2 separate regions of the Anser cygnoides genome follow, and region 2 is linked to region 1. The links are chromatin contacts, called in public Hi-C maps. All regions are on one chromosome and are shown on one strand. The core of a region is the stretch at or near the end of the contact, and the rest is flanking DNA. Distances in the headings are between cores, read along the strand shown.

The links. A called contact is a pair of places that touch in the nucleus more often than the background predicts.
Region 2: a Hi-C map of liver shows a contact between it and region 1, with 2.3 times the contacts expected there. The contact joins two enhancer-like sites. A contact is called at or near these places in 2 of 7 Hi-C or Micro-C datasets (granulosa cells and liver).

Annotation. Positions count from the first base shown.
Region 1 is chr3:27,285,981-27,293,686 of Taihu_goose_T2T_genome, forward strand. No RefSeq gene overlaps it. Among named protein-coding and RNA genes, the nearest start is that of TRNAI-UAU, 13 kb to the left of the region's middle. Within about 2 kb of position 2,866, at least 1 of the 3 cell types and tissues checked has open chromatin away from gene starts, as enhancers often do. A contact at or near this core is called in liver, where this site is marked.
Region 2 is chr3:27,466,644-27,474,349 of Taihu_goose_T2T_genome, forward strand. No RefSeq gene overlaps it. Among named protein-coding and RNA genes, the nearest start is that of TRNAI-UAU, 190 kb to the left of the region's middle. Within about 2 kb of position 2,553, at least 1 of the 3 cell types and tissues checked has open chromatin away from gene starts, as enhancers often do. A contact at or near this core is called in liver, where this site is marked.

The DNA of each region.
Region 1 (7,706 bases), core at 1,616-4,115:
AGGCTGATTTTTTTTCCTAAGAACTTTTTTTTTTCTTGGAAATTAAGAGATGGTAACAGAGAGGCAGACTGTGTAACATTCACCACTTGCTGGATTTGTTTGCCATCCTGTATATAAAAAAGGCCTATTCCTTCTGTTCAGTATTCCCTGATAGATTGCTTGCAGTCTGCTCGAAATGAGTATCAGGTACTATTCTAATGCAGTGGTGTTATAATGTAATTCTGTTTTTGCTTCAGTGCAAGGCATGGGAAAATCAGACTTGTACTGTTAAGCATCTGTGTCTAGCAAACCCATGCATGACTGAAAGTTGGTGTACAGGCTCACATCCTCCATTTGTTTACATTGAGAGGAATGGAGGTTCATGTTAACTCAGTTAAGTGAGGTTATTTCAGATTTGTACTGGTGAAATGGGAACAAAAATATCTGGCACATGCTTTTAAGTGTTGTACGAAGATAAACAATACTAAAGACTTTTTCCAAGAGGTGTCAATCAAACAGAACTGCATGAATTGCAGACATCTTCACTGGCGATGTTTGTGTGGTACAGACCATGCTGGGATACAACTCTGTACATGTACCTGAATTCATCTGCCACTGCTCATCTGGGTCACAGTAAATAAGACACTGTGGTATTTTTATAGAATCAGAGAATATCCCAAGTTGGAAGGGACCCACAAGGATCATCAAGTCCAACTCCTGGGTCCCCAAAGGACCACCCAAAAATCAAACCCTGTGTCTGAGAGCTTTGTTCAAACACTTCCTGAACTTGGGGCTGTGACCACTTCCCTGAGGAGTGTGTCCCAGTGCCTGACCCCCCTCTGGGTGCAGAACCTTTCCCTAACACCCAGCCTGACCCTCCCCTGTCCCAGCTCCATGCCGTTCCCTCGGGTCCTGTCGCTGTCCCCAGAGAGCAGAGCTCAGCGCCTGCCCCTCCGCTCCCCTCGTGAGGGAGCTGCAGGCCGCCATGAGGCCTCCCCTCGGCCTGCTCTGCTCTGGGCTGAACACACCAAGGGACCTCAGCCGCCTTTCATATGTCTTCCTCTCTAGGCCCTTCACCAGCTATGTAGTTCTCCTTTGGATGCTCTCTTATGACTTTATGTCTTTGTGTTGTGGTGCCCAAAACTGCACACAGTACTTGAGGTGAGGCCGCACCTGTAACAAAATCTTTGCCGAAATCCAAGATCATATCTTTTTATCTTTTGCATTAGGTGTTTTTTTCTTTTCTTTTCTTTTTTTTTTAATATATTTACATCTACCCCTTGGAAGAGAAGAACTTATTATTCTGCGACTAGATGCAGGGAAATAAAATCAGTAATATGGGCTCTTCAGTTTTTTGATAAGGCTGCACCCAAGTGTTGTAGACCTGGTAGGTGGAATACCTGCTGAGGCTGTGGGAGGGGATGGTGTCCTCCCTGATCAGCGGTTTCCTCTCTGCACATCCAGGGGAACCCATGGGCTTGGGTGTCCTTCCTATCCCAGAGTTGTCACTACGCACAAAATGATAGTTTTAGGGTCCTGCTGTGAACAGGAGGCACCTTCCCCAGGTCTTCTGTGCTGCATTGTGCACAGTGCATGGAAATCTGTGGAGTTTTAATGAGTGTTGGTGGCCCTCCCATTAATGGGAAGTACAGCTGCTGTCCTTGACTGCAGTAGAACTTGTCTGCATGCACAAATGCTTGATCAGAAAATACGTTACTTTTTCTCAAATTGATTAGATTATATAGATTTAAATAGGTTTGAATGCTCAAAAGCCTGTAACCGAGCCTTTGGAAACAGCTATTAGGCCATTAAGACAAGCAATTTTCAGCAGATGGCAGCATTGCACTCTGTAACTTTATTTTTCTAGCTGTGGCTCTGCAACTCTTTACTCAGGCTGGTAGGAAGCTGCCAACTAAGAATTAATCCAAAACCACTTCTAAAATGTTTTGAAATACAGGTCTTAATAGATGAGTCTGTAACAATACCTAATTATCATCATGGCTTTTGTATGGAGAATACCAGTGTGCTGCGTAAGAAAATACTGTACTAAAAAGCAATACTAGTATACCCAATTTTTTGTTAACTCTTTAAGTAATTGCTTTGAGATGGAAGGAGGTAATCTGATAGACTTGTTCTTATTTGTAAAAATATTAGCAAATACCTTGAAGATGCCAGACTTTGATCTGGAACTATGTGCATAGAGCTGTAAGTGCCTTCCTGCTTATTAGACCTTTAAGACTGGAACCCCTTTTCTTCTCTAGAAAAAAATAAACTGAGTTTCCTAGTGCTTTATACTATATCTTGTAGGCAACTTGGTTACAGGCTCTGATCAATATACAAGCAGATGTTACCTTGTTAAAAGTTGTAGTGGTTACAGGTTCAGATGCAATACTGGTTTTTTTTTTTTCTGTGAGGAATCAGTTAAGAATACTACATTTGTATACGAAGCATGTGCGTGATTCTACACTATAACTTGTCAATGTATAGCAGTAATAGGAAAAATTGGAGAGGGTCCCCACCAGCACCTTTTGCTGATTCATGGGCGTTCCACTAAGAAGGTGAAGGAAACGAAAATTCTTGCTGCTTCTAAAGGACTGACTTCAGTGACCTCTCCAGAGAAAAGCTTCTAGTTCCAGGTAGACATCTATCCATGATGAACGACTATATACATAATCCTAAACTGTGCAAGAGAACTCATTTTTCATGTGCTTCCTTAGGGAGAATACGGAGCTATTTTTAGGTTTGAGACAAGGCGCACTTTGAATGGACTGTATTGCAAGCAGCTAGCACTGATGTAAATGGCAGTGCAAAACACAAGGCAATAAGAAATGGAAACCAGGTCCAACTAGTGCAACTGTTCAGAAAGAGGTTAAAACATACCTCTGCTGCAGATTATGCTCGCAAAACTGTTGAGTAGAAACAAGTATGATGATACAAATGGAAAGGAAGCTTTATATACCTACGTTAGAGTTTCACTTGAGAGTGACTGAAGAGAAGAAACCTTTCTCTTTTCCTTTCCCCTCTCCTTCCTTGCAGGTCAAAATAAGTGTATATTAGTATAAGCAAAGCAAAGTTCAAGCTGAATAATTTGGGCTACCCTCTGGTATGATTCTGCCCTTTGTTAAGCAAATAAACCGCAATCAAAATTGTGAAACTCTTATCCTTTTTTTTGCAATCAAAGTAGAATGTTGCAGGTGCCAGAGTAGTTTGCAGAGATGAATGAATAGTTCTCCAGCTATATGCTGTCAGGACGTGATATTCTGGAATGAATTTAGCATATGCAAATATCACTTGGATGGGAGAATTTTGAGAATATCAGTGGCATGAAAATTGGGCTGCTCTTGGAAGATGCATAAGCCTGCTTAAAACAAAATGCAAAACAAGAGCTTTCTTAATGTTGCAGGAGAAAAATATTTTGAAAAGATTAGTGACCTTTTATTTTATTCTTTAAAGGCGCACAAGGAGGCTGGGAATCACTGCCACGTGTACATATACTGTTAAAAGGGGGTATTAATTATCTTTCATCTTGGGTACATTTTAAAGCTTTGGCACAGAGACTCTGGATGCTTTGAGCATCCTTTGCTTTAAGTTGTTAACTGTGGGGAGCAGGATGTTGTGTTCTTTTGTAGGGGAGAACTATGTCTTCTGTAAGAAGTGGTCAGTGTTGCTTTTATAGAGTAACATCCCCTTTCCCAAAGGAAAAGAGGCTTAAATAAATGAAATTTAAAAAATAAAGGGGGAGGGGGGGGAGCAACCAAACCACAACAAAAACTCTTAAGTATATCTCCATTCAAGAGATCTTACCAAAAGCCAAATGAGTTTCCAGAGTTTTGTTTCAGAATTAAATCAGATGATCAAGCTCCTGTGTCTGTTTGGGCATTACGTTTCTGAGACAAGGCACTTATTCTAAACCAGCATTCACACATCACTTCAGAGTAAATCCTGAGGATGTATAATGTTTGTGTGTGTCATTAGAAATAATAATAAAAAAAGCTTAAAAGAACGACAGAAAATAGGTCTGTCTTCGAGAGAGTTGTCCTACCTGTGTGTACTACCTTCCTTTGCTTTGTCTGAACAGTTCTGGGGAGGGTGGTTACTTTGAATGGCTTCTGCTGCTGGAAGGTTGTATGGCATAATATCTTCTGATGTCTATCACTGAATTTGGGATAACATTTTATATTAAGAAAAATCACACTACAGTAACAATAGGCTTAAAGGGGTGTTAATTCCTGGTGTTGCTTTGGCAGTAGCATAGAATATATCCTGAATTTGACATAGTCTTAAAGAAAAAAAAAAGACTCCTCATCTGCAATATACACTTATGTGTTCTTTCAGGATTGAATGAACTTACTTCTGGTGAGTTTAAATGACTGTTTTCATAATTTAATGAAATGCTGGATTTTGTGACTTGTGTTCTCAGAGGATGTTACAAACAACTTAAATCTGTTTTATCTTCAAGATGGTGAGCAACACTGTGGAGATGAGGTGAATGTGTTGATATTCAGCAGTTCCCCAAATCCCCACTGCAGTGGACATAGCTGAGGTAGTAATTATTTTAAATGGTACTTATGCCGTGGAGTGTGTATAACCAAATGTGGAGTACTGGTAGCTCAGTGTTTATGGGTTATGTAGTCTGTGTGACAAAAATTGCCATCATTTTCCTCTTTGATGCTCTTAATGAATGAGTTGGGTTTTTTGACAGTAAGCCAGCACTTCTGAAGGCAGTGGGTTTGATCTTTGCTAAATAACATTTTTTTTTTAGTAGAATGTATTTCGTAGTTGCCTATACTTCCTGAATACGAGATAAGTGTTCTTCATTTACATGTTCAATTAAACAGCATAAAAGATGTGTTTTCATGTGTTACTGCTCTGTAACAGTTATTTGCATATCGTGTACATTTTAGAAGGAACCTATTCAAATTGCTATGTAAACCTTACAAAAAGACTCCCTTGGGCTCTGTTGTTTGCTTTTATAGGGCAGATAATTTAAGAATTGTTTCTTTTTAAAGGATTAACAGCTTTAAGAAAGTGCTTTCTAAAGAGTTCCTTTTGTTTTCAAAGTGGGGCAAAGTCAGTTGGCGAAGGGCTTTCAAAGCATCTCAGTCCTTTGGAACTTGGAGTCTAAAGTTTGCCTAAAGAAATTGTTTCCTGGCCTTTATGGACAGCATTTCTTTTTGAGTAAAAGGCCTCTGAAAGCCTTCTAGGAAGACTCCCCAACATTTGGAAAGAGATCCTTATAGCTGCTAAAAGCTTTATGAACTGGGCTGGGAATGCTGCATATTTTACATGCTGAAATTGGACAAATATGCTTGCAGAACTTGGAATCTGTTTCATCTTTCCAGAGAGTAAACTATCGTGTTCTGAGATTTTGTCGTTGTTATGTGGTGTGTTGTTTATTTGTGTGTAGTGATTTTGGCAGAGCTGTGTAAGGACATGAGGAAAAGAACCTGTGCCTAATAACGTCTGTCTCAGAGCTGGGCTGGTACAGCTGGTAAAAGCAGACCAGTTTTTGGGTACACGAGGCCAGGCACCCATGTTTATGTGTGTGGGGGCCAGCATTGGGCTCCAAAGTTAAGTACAAGGGGAGAACAGGACTGCTTAGATCAGCTCTGTCAGAGGGGTACCTTGTACCTCTGGGGCAGCAGCCATACTTGGGATGTGGAGGTGGTAGTGAGGATGCAGCTATTTCTGTTGGGGAAAGGGCTCTGAAACATGAAAAGGTGCAGAGCTTCTGTTTGGGAGTGGGGGAGAGGCTCTGTGTGGAAAAGCAGAGGAGAGATGTCCCACCTCTATCAAGTAAGATGTGTGGTATCCAGTGCAGCTGTGACTTTCACTTTACAGGGTTACTGCTTGGCATGACAGCATGAAGTCACAATGTCATGTAATGTATGAATCAGTTATTTCCTCATTCCATGAGGAAACAAAAGATTTTAAAACATTGATATTCAACTCTTCAGTTTGGTGAAATCAAAGGAATGACTTTGGTTTGCAGCAAGAAAATGGTAATGATCCTTGCTGGTGGAAGGGTCTGGTCGTGACTCAGTGGTGCTGTGTATGTGCCTGATGGTCTCCGTTTCACTGAGTGAATGATGAAGCATAGTAGTCTTCCGTTTCTCAGATGGGAAGTGGGATAATTGCATGGCAAGACTCAACTTTTAAGGTTTGGATTTCAGCTAAAGCATTAGCTCAAACTCTGTGGTCCTTCCCATCTTATCTGTGAACACACTGTTGTTGGCTCTGTTTTCTTGCTGCTGTAACATCCCACAAATATTTAAATGATTCCTCTATAGCATCCCTTCAAAATGAAGACACAATATCCTCTTCTTACAGATAAGGAACAAAAGCAAAGGGATTTGTGTCTCCTTGGAGTTGGATGTTTAGCATATTTAACTTCTCTGGGCAAGAACAGAACAAGCATTATAAAATACAGTATTTGCTTCTATGTAGGATTTTTTTAATATTAAACTTTTAAAGTCTTTCATTTTTATGTTGAAGTCTGCAGTTTTTCGTAAAAGTTGCAGTGGGAATGAGAACAGCAAAAGTAATACTTATCACTCAAGACACATGCCTTTTTTAAAGTTGTACTTGGACGACTATTTGCTTGCATCTTCTGGAACATCCCATTTACCAGCAGGATAGTGTCTTTATGACTCAGCTCCTAAATGAGAAAATGGAGTGCTCTGTCTTCATTGTGTAGCATGAAAGTACAGAGCATGTATTTGAAGTGAATTGCTCGGGAATTTGTTTAGCTCTCTATTTCTATGTGGTATTTTGAATGTCTAGGCTGTTTGTTTTGAAGTCTAATAAAGCCACGTGTTTCACCTGAATTCAGGCAATCCAAAACTCTTATTAGGATTCTACAGAAACATGATACTATGCCTACACTTATCCTTGCAGGATATAGGAACTTCAAAAATACTTTTCAACAGAGAAATTATAAACTGGGATGTTGAATTTATGATATCTAATATTTTCTTTGGCTCCTTTCATATTTTAATATCTGGAGTAGCAACAGAGCAAATCATCAGTTGTAATTGTACTACTTTAACCCCTCATTGCAATTCATGCCTGTATTCCTTTTCATGTACATGGAGTCTTAGGCCACTGCTATCTGATAGCTACTTGCGATAGCACCCATTTCACCCTTTCATTTTGAGAAATCCCACATGCGCAAACAAACCAGCAAAATGAACGACCCTCCTCAGTAAATCTTAAGGAATATGTTCCCTGACAAACCAAAGAGCATTATGCCACCCCTTACGGCAATTTCAACGTGCAATTCTGACACTTAATTCAGAAATGTAGAAGGGGAAGTGCTACTATAAAGGGATAACCAGATCTGAAGCACCAGCACATCTTGTGGCAGCACGCATCTCCTACAGAGCCAAGGGTTTCTCAGAAATAGAAGCAGGGATGGTTCTCTGCTTAGCAAAGCAGGCAGATCCAGCTGGCCCTCGGGGAAGCGGTGGAGTTCTTCTGGACTGAGTTTCACTCTTCTCTCGCTGCAGTTGGAAATCGAAGTGGATGCAGCAGCAATTCCTTTGTCATTAGCGCACTTGCCACAGGCCTCTGCTGCCGATAGGGAAATGTGTATAGGAGTGAGACTGTGGTTTTTGACTTTACCCTATGGCTTTAAGAGAAAAACTAGATCTTATTTGACTGGCATTTTTGCTGCACTTCTTTTCCAATAGAATTAAAGTGACTTCCCAAGATCCAGCGGTTTTGTT
Region 2 (7,706 bases), core at 1,303-3,802, 180 kb after region 1:
CTCCACATGTCCCATGAAAGGCATAGGATATTGTAGTTACGTTGCTGCAGTGGTTTAATTTCTGTGTAGGTTTCTGTGTGTATGAGGAAGAGTGCATGCCTTTGAATATGTATACTCCAATTAACAAATAAAATGGCATTTATTAAATTGGCTGCAAGGAATTTAGAGCATTGATTTCTAGTTTAATTTCTCTCACCATGGAAAAGTAAAATTAAATATTGAAATCTAAGTGTATTTGTACGTCAGTATCTGTCTTTGTAAGGCATATACTGTTATTGCTTAATAATATTTACATAGCTTACTCAAAACAAGCATGGGTATATTTCAAAGCAACATCATCTTTTTCCTTTATTTTACTGGAAAGCTTGCAGAGAGATACAAACCTAAGAATACATGGCTGGCTCTGATGGTCTGGTGGAAAGCATATCCAGTTTCTCACTCCTATGAGTTAGCTGGATTCGTGGGGAGGTGTCGGATATGCCTGGGCAGGCTGGTTTCTTTATGCCACAGTTTGTGCATGCTTGCAAAGGAAACTGAACGTGGGCTCTCTTAGGCCTTCTTGGTAGCATAGTTCACAGCTTCAAGATCAAAGCTGAGGAATGGCTTTCAGCAGAGTGGTTTTTGTTGCTGTGGAGAGGACGATCAAATAAAGCATTCCTAGAGGGTGCGGCCAGGTATTTCACTTTCAGTATACGTAGGGAAATGATTAGAGTTACAGTCAAGGGAGAGTCTGCAGGAATGGATTAGATGTGCCTACATAAATTAACTGGTAAAATATTATGGGCAGAAAGGCAGTCCTGTGTTCTGTGGATCTTGTAGAAGGGGAATATCACCATAGTAATGTTTTCTAAATTTCTCTGTACGTTGTCTCTATAAATGTCTGTTCCCAGTTCTTTTTTATTTCTGTGTGTCCTGTCATGAAAGCTGTTTTTAATGCAGTGGAAGAGAAATAACTGGTGTGACAGCATTAGCTGTTGAAGAAGTTTGACAGTTCTAAGAATTTTATCCTCTGATACATATAATCTACATACAATAGCACGTATGCTATTGTGAACCCTAATAACATCAATTTCCACAGTGCAATGTATTGCTAAAAAAAAATTAGATGAGGAGGGAAATGCAATATGATTTTGGGCGTATGATGATTCTTCCATAAAAAGAAGTAATTTAAGTACATGTGTATCTGAGACAAGTTTAGGTGCCTCCAAATGTTTGCTGAGGTGACTATTTTTACCTAAATCACTAGAAAAGGATTTACATAGGTGTGCAAACAAGAGTGTGTATTTTTTAAAAACCTATTTGTGACACTGCTTTGATCTAGTTAAAACAACAATACACAGCTTTACTCATGGTGTGGCTGTTTGCCATTTCTCTGTAGTTTTCTGAAAAGAAGCAGGCAAACATGATTTATAATACCTGAAATATTCTGATTCTGAAAATGTTAACCAGCTCCTATTTGCAGACAAATCTATCATGTACTCCACAGCTGAATACACCTGAATACTCAGGAATTCATATATAACAGGACTGAAATGGCACAAAAAGAATATAAAGGGATTGTATTAAAACTATCTTGGTTGCTGATGTCTTTCTGATGGACATTTGTTGCACTTTTTCAATCCTATAGTGGAAAGTATTTCGTATTGGAAATGAAGCAGGTAAATTTTTGCTTAATCTGGGTACGGAAGGAAACCCAAGAAAGCTTTCCACATTATAAGCTTAGCAGTAGTTGTCTCACAGGCTGAGTTTGGTAAGGACAGTTGGTGCATTTACAGAACAAAAAACAAAGCAGGAGCATAAACAAATGAGAGGAAGACAGGAACGTGCCCATAAGGGAGCTGTGCTGCAAGAGGATCATGGACAATGGGGGATGTCAAGGCAGGAACCAATGAGTGGAACAGGAGTTTATACTAGACTCAGAAATTTTGAATTTTCCCAAGATCAAGCTTTTAAACACAGATATTTTTCTGTCTAGTGCAGGGGAACGTAATCTAAAAAGGATGTGAGTACATCCACTTTTATGTTTTCAGATTTTTAGTAATGAACCAGAAATATTTTTGATTTTTCAAACATAAAACCTCCACATTCAAGGCATTTCAAGACACTATGTTCACATCACCACTGAATTTACAGCTTCTGATGTTACCCAATTACAGTGTTACAAAAACACGGGAACAAATTCTTCCAAATAACGTTATATTGTGGGTCAGTGTAGTAGAAAGTATTGAGCAATTGCTTTCCATCAAAGATTAAACTGCCTATCGATATGGTTCAGTAATAGCAATGCAAGGGACAGTTACTGCTCATTTGCCAGGGCTGCACTTGTTCACGCAACATTACTTTTTGTAATGGAGCACTAAAGAAAGGTAAAACATCAAGAAGCAGTGAGGAGAGGAAGATCTTTTTCAATCCCTTCTCCTCAGGGACTGACAGACATCAGCACCTGTTCTCTTGTAGATTACAGCATGTAGGTTATTGCGTCTCTGATGTGGTGCTGATCAGGTGTACATCCTGTTTCTATTTCCTTCTTAGAGAAGGAAATCTACAAATCATAGTGAAAGTTAAGAAAAACAGTCTGTTCTACCCTTCACATCAAGACTTCATGTTGTAGTACAATTCTGAAGGGTCAGGAAATGATTCTACAGCTGGTACTTGGAGGGAAGAGAATCAAGTCAGCATCAGTCATAATGGCACAACTTCTGAGGATTAAGGGGTTTAGGTACATTTCTTCTACTTGTTAGCAAACAATAAACATACTCAAGAAGTGACTGGACTAAGTAGAAAGCAGTTCATCCATGTGCACCACAGGGGCTAATTTCAGCTCTGGAAGGGAATTTAGTGTCGAGTGTCGTCCCATAACATCTGAGCTGGCAGGAAGGAATCTGTGTTAAAGAAATGAATTTCACAATTCCCATGAATCTGTGTTGGTATTTTGCATGGTTTGTTGTTTTTTTTGTTGTTGTTGTTTGTTTGTTTGTTTTTTCTCTTCAAATTGGGGCTTCTTCACTACACTTCAAACTGGGGTCTTCACAGACCCCAAGAGCTATGAAGCTGGTGAAAGGACTAGAAAACAAGACATATGAGGAGCACCTGAGGGAATTGTTATTGGGCTTGTAAGAGACCTTGATAAGAGACCTTATCACTCTCTATAACTTCCTGAAAGGCGGTACCAGCAAGGAGAGTTTTGGTCTCTTTTTCTCAGGTGATAGGATGCAAGGAAACAGTCTCAAATTGTGGCAGGGAAGGTTTAGATTGGATAGCAGAAAGAATTTCTTCACAGAAAGGGTGGTTAGCCATTGTAACAGGCTAACCAGAGAAGAGGTGGAGTCAGCATCCCTGGAGGTACGTAAGAGGTGTGGATGTGGCATTAAGTGACATCATTTAGTGATAGGTCTTTGCAGATCAGGTTTATGATTGAACCCTGTTATCTTGAAGGCCTTTTCCAATGTATGATTCTATGAGTTAAAGGGGGGATAATTTTGTGTTTCACACATAGAAGGCAGGAGACCAACACAACAGCTCCATGCTTCAGATTTATTCTGTCCCTATATCCAAGGAGAACTTTTGACACTGTCTGGCAACTGCAGACACAGCATTCAGGTGTGTCAATAATTCTCATGATAGAGAAATGAATTCTACATTGACTCACAAAAAGTTAGATAGCATAAAGCTGCTAACCTTTTTTTCATTGTTTTGTCAATGGATAAGAGGGAATGGCCTCAAGTTGCACCAGGGGAGGTTTAGATTGGGAATTTGGAGAAATTTCTTCTTAGAAAGAATAGTTAGACATTGGAACAGGTTGCCCAGGGAGGTGATGGAGTCACTGTCCCTGGGTGTGTTTAAGGAAATGTTGGACCTGGTACTAAGGGACATGGTTTAGTGGGTGATAGTAGTGGTAGGGAGTAGTGGTAGGTAGACCAGATGGTCTTGGAGGTCTTTTCCAACCTTTATGATTCTGTGATTCTATGATCATTCAATGTTTCAGGCTGTGTGCATGGATGTAAATGGAAGCACAGGTGTCCAGGGGTGAATCTTGGAGCTGTGTGATTCATCTGCCACCAGCAGAGTTAGGTTTAGATCCTTAATTATTCTGTTTGCCAATAGAAGTGTTCCTGACAATGATGAAATAAACCCGTACTGAAAACATTAACTCAGACCCTTTTGTCCATCCAGTCCTTCCTCTTGTCCATAGCTGATTGCTTCACTTTATTAAATGGGTGCAATCTGCTTGAGGGAAAATCTTGTTCTGAGACTATGGAAAGGAGAGAAAGTGAGAGAAATTGAGAAGTAGTAAAATATTATATATATATACATGTGTATATATATGTACACACACACACACTTAACTTGAACTAAGAATGTTAGGATCTCATTCTTTAATTGAAGAAAAAATCTTTCAGTTTTGAATATACAGTGCTCATTATGCTTTCATGATCTTGAGGAAAATAAGCCAGGTCTTTGCTTATTAATCAGGCTGAACTGAGGAAGACTGTGGTGTGTTTGCACAGAAGTTACTAGGGGCAAGCAGTTAACTTGGTTACACTGGCAGCTGGCTGTACCTTGTGTACATATAAACCACTCCAAAAATTTATCAAGAAATCTTCCAATTAATTCATAGGAGAAGTTAAATATTAATGCAAAAGCAAACATTCTGTTGACTTGCTGTGTGGCTTCTTAGTTAGGAGCATAGTAGCAGTGTTGAAATACCAATAGTTTCAAGAAATGCATGCAAAACCTAGCTGTCTTTTCACAAAATATCTATGTATCTGAAACAGATCATAGTAAATTCCACAGTAATTTGCAAAGGGAAAGTACAGGGGAGATTCATGTTATTCTCTCTTTGATCATCCCAGACATTTTTAGTTTTGTAATGTATTCAGTAGTAGGGAGTATGCTTATATTTATTCAGCAGTTATATGGCGCTTCTTCTCTTTTTGGATCAGCAGTGTTTCTTCTGTTTTTGAACAGAACCACAGCATAGCTGAGGTTTGAAGGCACCTCTTGAGATCACCTAGTCCCAAACCTCTCTGGTCAAACTAGGGTCAAATAGTGAGGATTGCTGCAGGGTAGTGTTTCCAGTCAGGTTTTGAGTATCTCCATGGATATAGACTCTGCATCTTCACTGGACAACCTGCTCCAGTGTTTGAGAATCCTCATATTTAAAAAATAAAATAAGTTTTTTTCTTATGTTTAAAAGGAATTTCCTGTAATTCAGTTTGTGCCTATTTAATCTTGTCTTTTCACTGACACCTCCACTTTACTGCCCACCATTATTGTGAGTCTTGGCTGGAAGAACAGATAGGAGACAAATTTCCATTTGTATCTGGACAAAGTGCTGGTGGCAGGACTCTGACTGGGATTTGGAGTAGAGACTTGCTGTAGAAGAAGAGACTTGGAGGTAGGTGATAAGCAGATGCTTAGACCATGGCAGAAGGACACAGCTTTTTCAGAGAAGGAGGGATATGGTCCTTTAGATCTGATGCTGTGCATTAGAAGGAGCAAATGTCTACAAGAATGGAAGTACCTTTACAGAGAGGCAAGGTTTTTACTAAAGAAACCATTTCTACTTGATGAAAGCAGGGCTCTTTCTAGGTTCCTTTCCAGGTGCCAAAGTAGAATTTGCTTTGCAGTTACATCTAAGTGCATTTCCAAAGACTTTGTGTATTTAATGCAGCAGGCTCCGAGTGAACATTTTAATCTTGGAGAAGAGAAGAGAGACAAAGAAATTGCAGCAAATTATATTTCTTAGTTTGTGTTGTTGTTTTTGTTTGTTTTCTTACTTTTTCTTATTCGCTTGATTTTTATTTTTTGTTTGTTTTCTTTAGCTTCTTTAGCAGTTTTATTGCTTTGGGGGCTAAGATGAGACAGTGCTACCTTCTGTCTATAAACATTTATAAATAAAACTCCTCCTCCAAGTTGTGACAAAGAGTCTAGCAATTTAGATGAAAATTGAAACCCTAACGATTCTTTTCAAATCTTTTATTCAATGTGTCCTTCAATACACTCTTTTACTAATGTCACTTCAAGGAAGTTGTTAAAATGACTTTATTTTGATTTGTTGATTGATTGTCTCATATAACCTTATCTAAATGCTTATATTCTATTACTTTACACTTCTCTCATTCTCCACTGTCTGGCTTTAATGTAGCTCAGAAAGAAGAATGAGCCCATGTTGGCAGGGGATAAACTATAAAGGAACAATCCAGATCTTCATTTAATATTTTCACTATGGATTTACACTTCATTAAATATCAGAGTTGGACTTCACATAGTTATTGAATCATTTTATTTTCAGGGATATGTCCTCTTTGATAGCATATTTTATATAAAGCTGCTTTATAGGTCTGTGTTATAGTAACCAGTCAGACTCCTAGTAAGTATTGAATAAATAGGGATTTAAAATAGAAAGTGAAATGAAGAATTTGGCTTTGCCAATTGTTGATCAGTGAGAAAAAAATTTCCTGCCTGTTCAAAGTTATATGGGAGTTACACTGTCTTATGACTAACCAGCACAGAAACTAGGCTTACCGAATTATCAATCATTTTCATGTGGCAAAGATCCCCTGAAGTTTACAAATCCACTCATGGATTGTAAAATGAGTTGTATTTTCTATAATTTTTTTCTCCTCTTCCTTAAAATAAATGCCCTAAAAGACACCAAAGGTCTTCCAGGCTCTGGAGCTAATTTTTATTAGAACAAAACTTATTCAGACCAAGACTTACTATTTTTTTTTTTTACTTTTTTTTTTTTTTTCTTCCCAGTAGAGGAAGTTTTGACCTCCTGAGCAAGAAAGAAACAATCTAAAGGTTTGAAAAAAAAATCTCTCCCCTAGTCCCATGCCCAGGAAAGAAAGGACTTGCAGAGCAGTCTTGCTTCCTGGACTGGCAGTTTTACAAATCTTCTTGCATCAGACAGGGTCAATGTGGCATCCTTGGGCTCCCTGTGCTCCCAAAGCACTCCCCACCTGAGCAAAAGCTGTGGCTTTCCGGGAATGTCTGGCTCTGCTGTCAGTATGTGCTGAGACAATGTAAACAAAAGCTTTCATTTTGGCTTGGGTCACGCTCCTGCAGCTGAGCATCATGTATAGTACACACACTGAGAACAAACAGGCGAGGCAGTTCTGCTGTCCATCAGACCAATGCTGGGTTCATTATGTCCCATTTGTCATTATTCCCTATGATCTAGTTGGGAAGGCTCTTCATTTGTCTTGCTTTGCTCCTCTTAGCTCCAGTAGTGTAAGATCAGGGCTTCAAAGACTGGCGTTGCTGGCCGTTTGCTCAGTGTTCGGCTCAGATTTCGACGGTCATCTTACAATACTTATCAGTTTGATATGCTGACTTTTGGGAAACGTAATGGGTAGGGTCATTTATTTTGTCAGGGAAGAGTCACATTGGAAGTAAAGCTCAGGGGGTGGAAACTTGCACAGCATAAAAAAGTTCTCAAGACTTTTGAACTGAAACCATCATGCCAGTTACAGATTTAATTCCAGTAATTTCTATTACATATGATTTTCCTGCAAGGAAATGCAGGAAATTGCATGCATTGTTTTAAAAAATGTTTTTTAAATACTGTAGTTGTCTTTCCTGGTGGCCAAAGGAGATAGATTTAGTCTGCATCCAGATGACTGTGTTCTGCTGCAACAAATCAACAAAGCTAAATAAAGCACCACAGTATGAAGCTGTACTGGTCATTTCATATATACTAT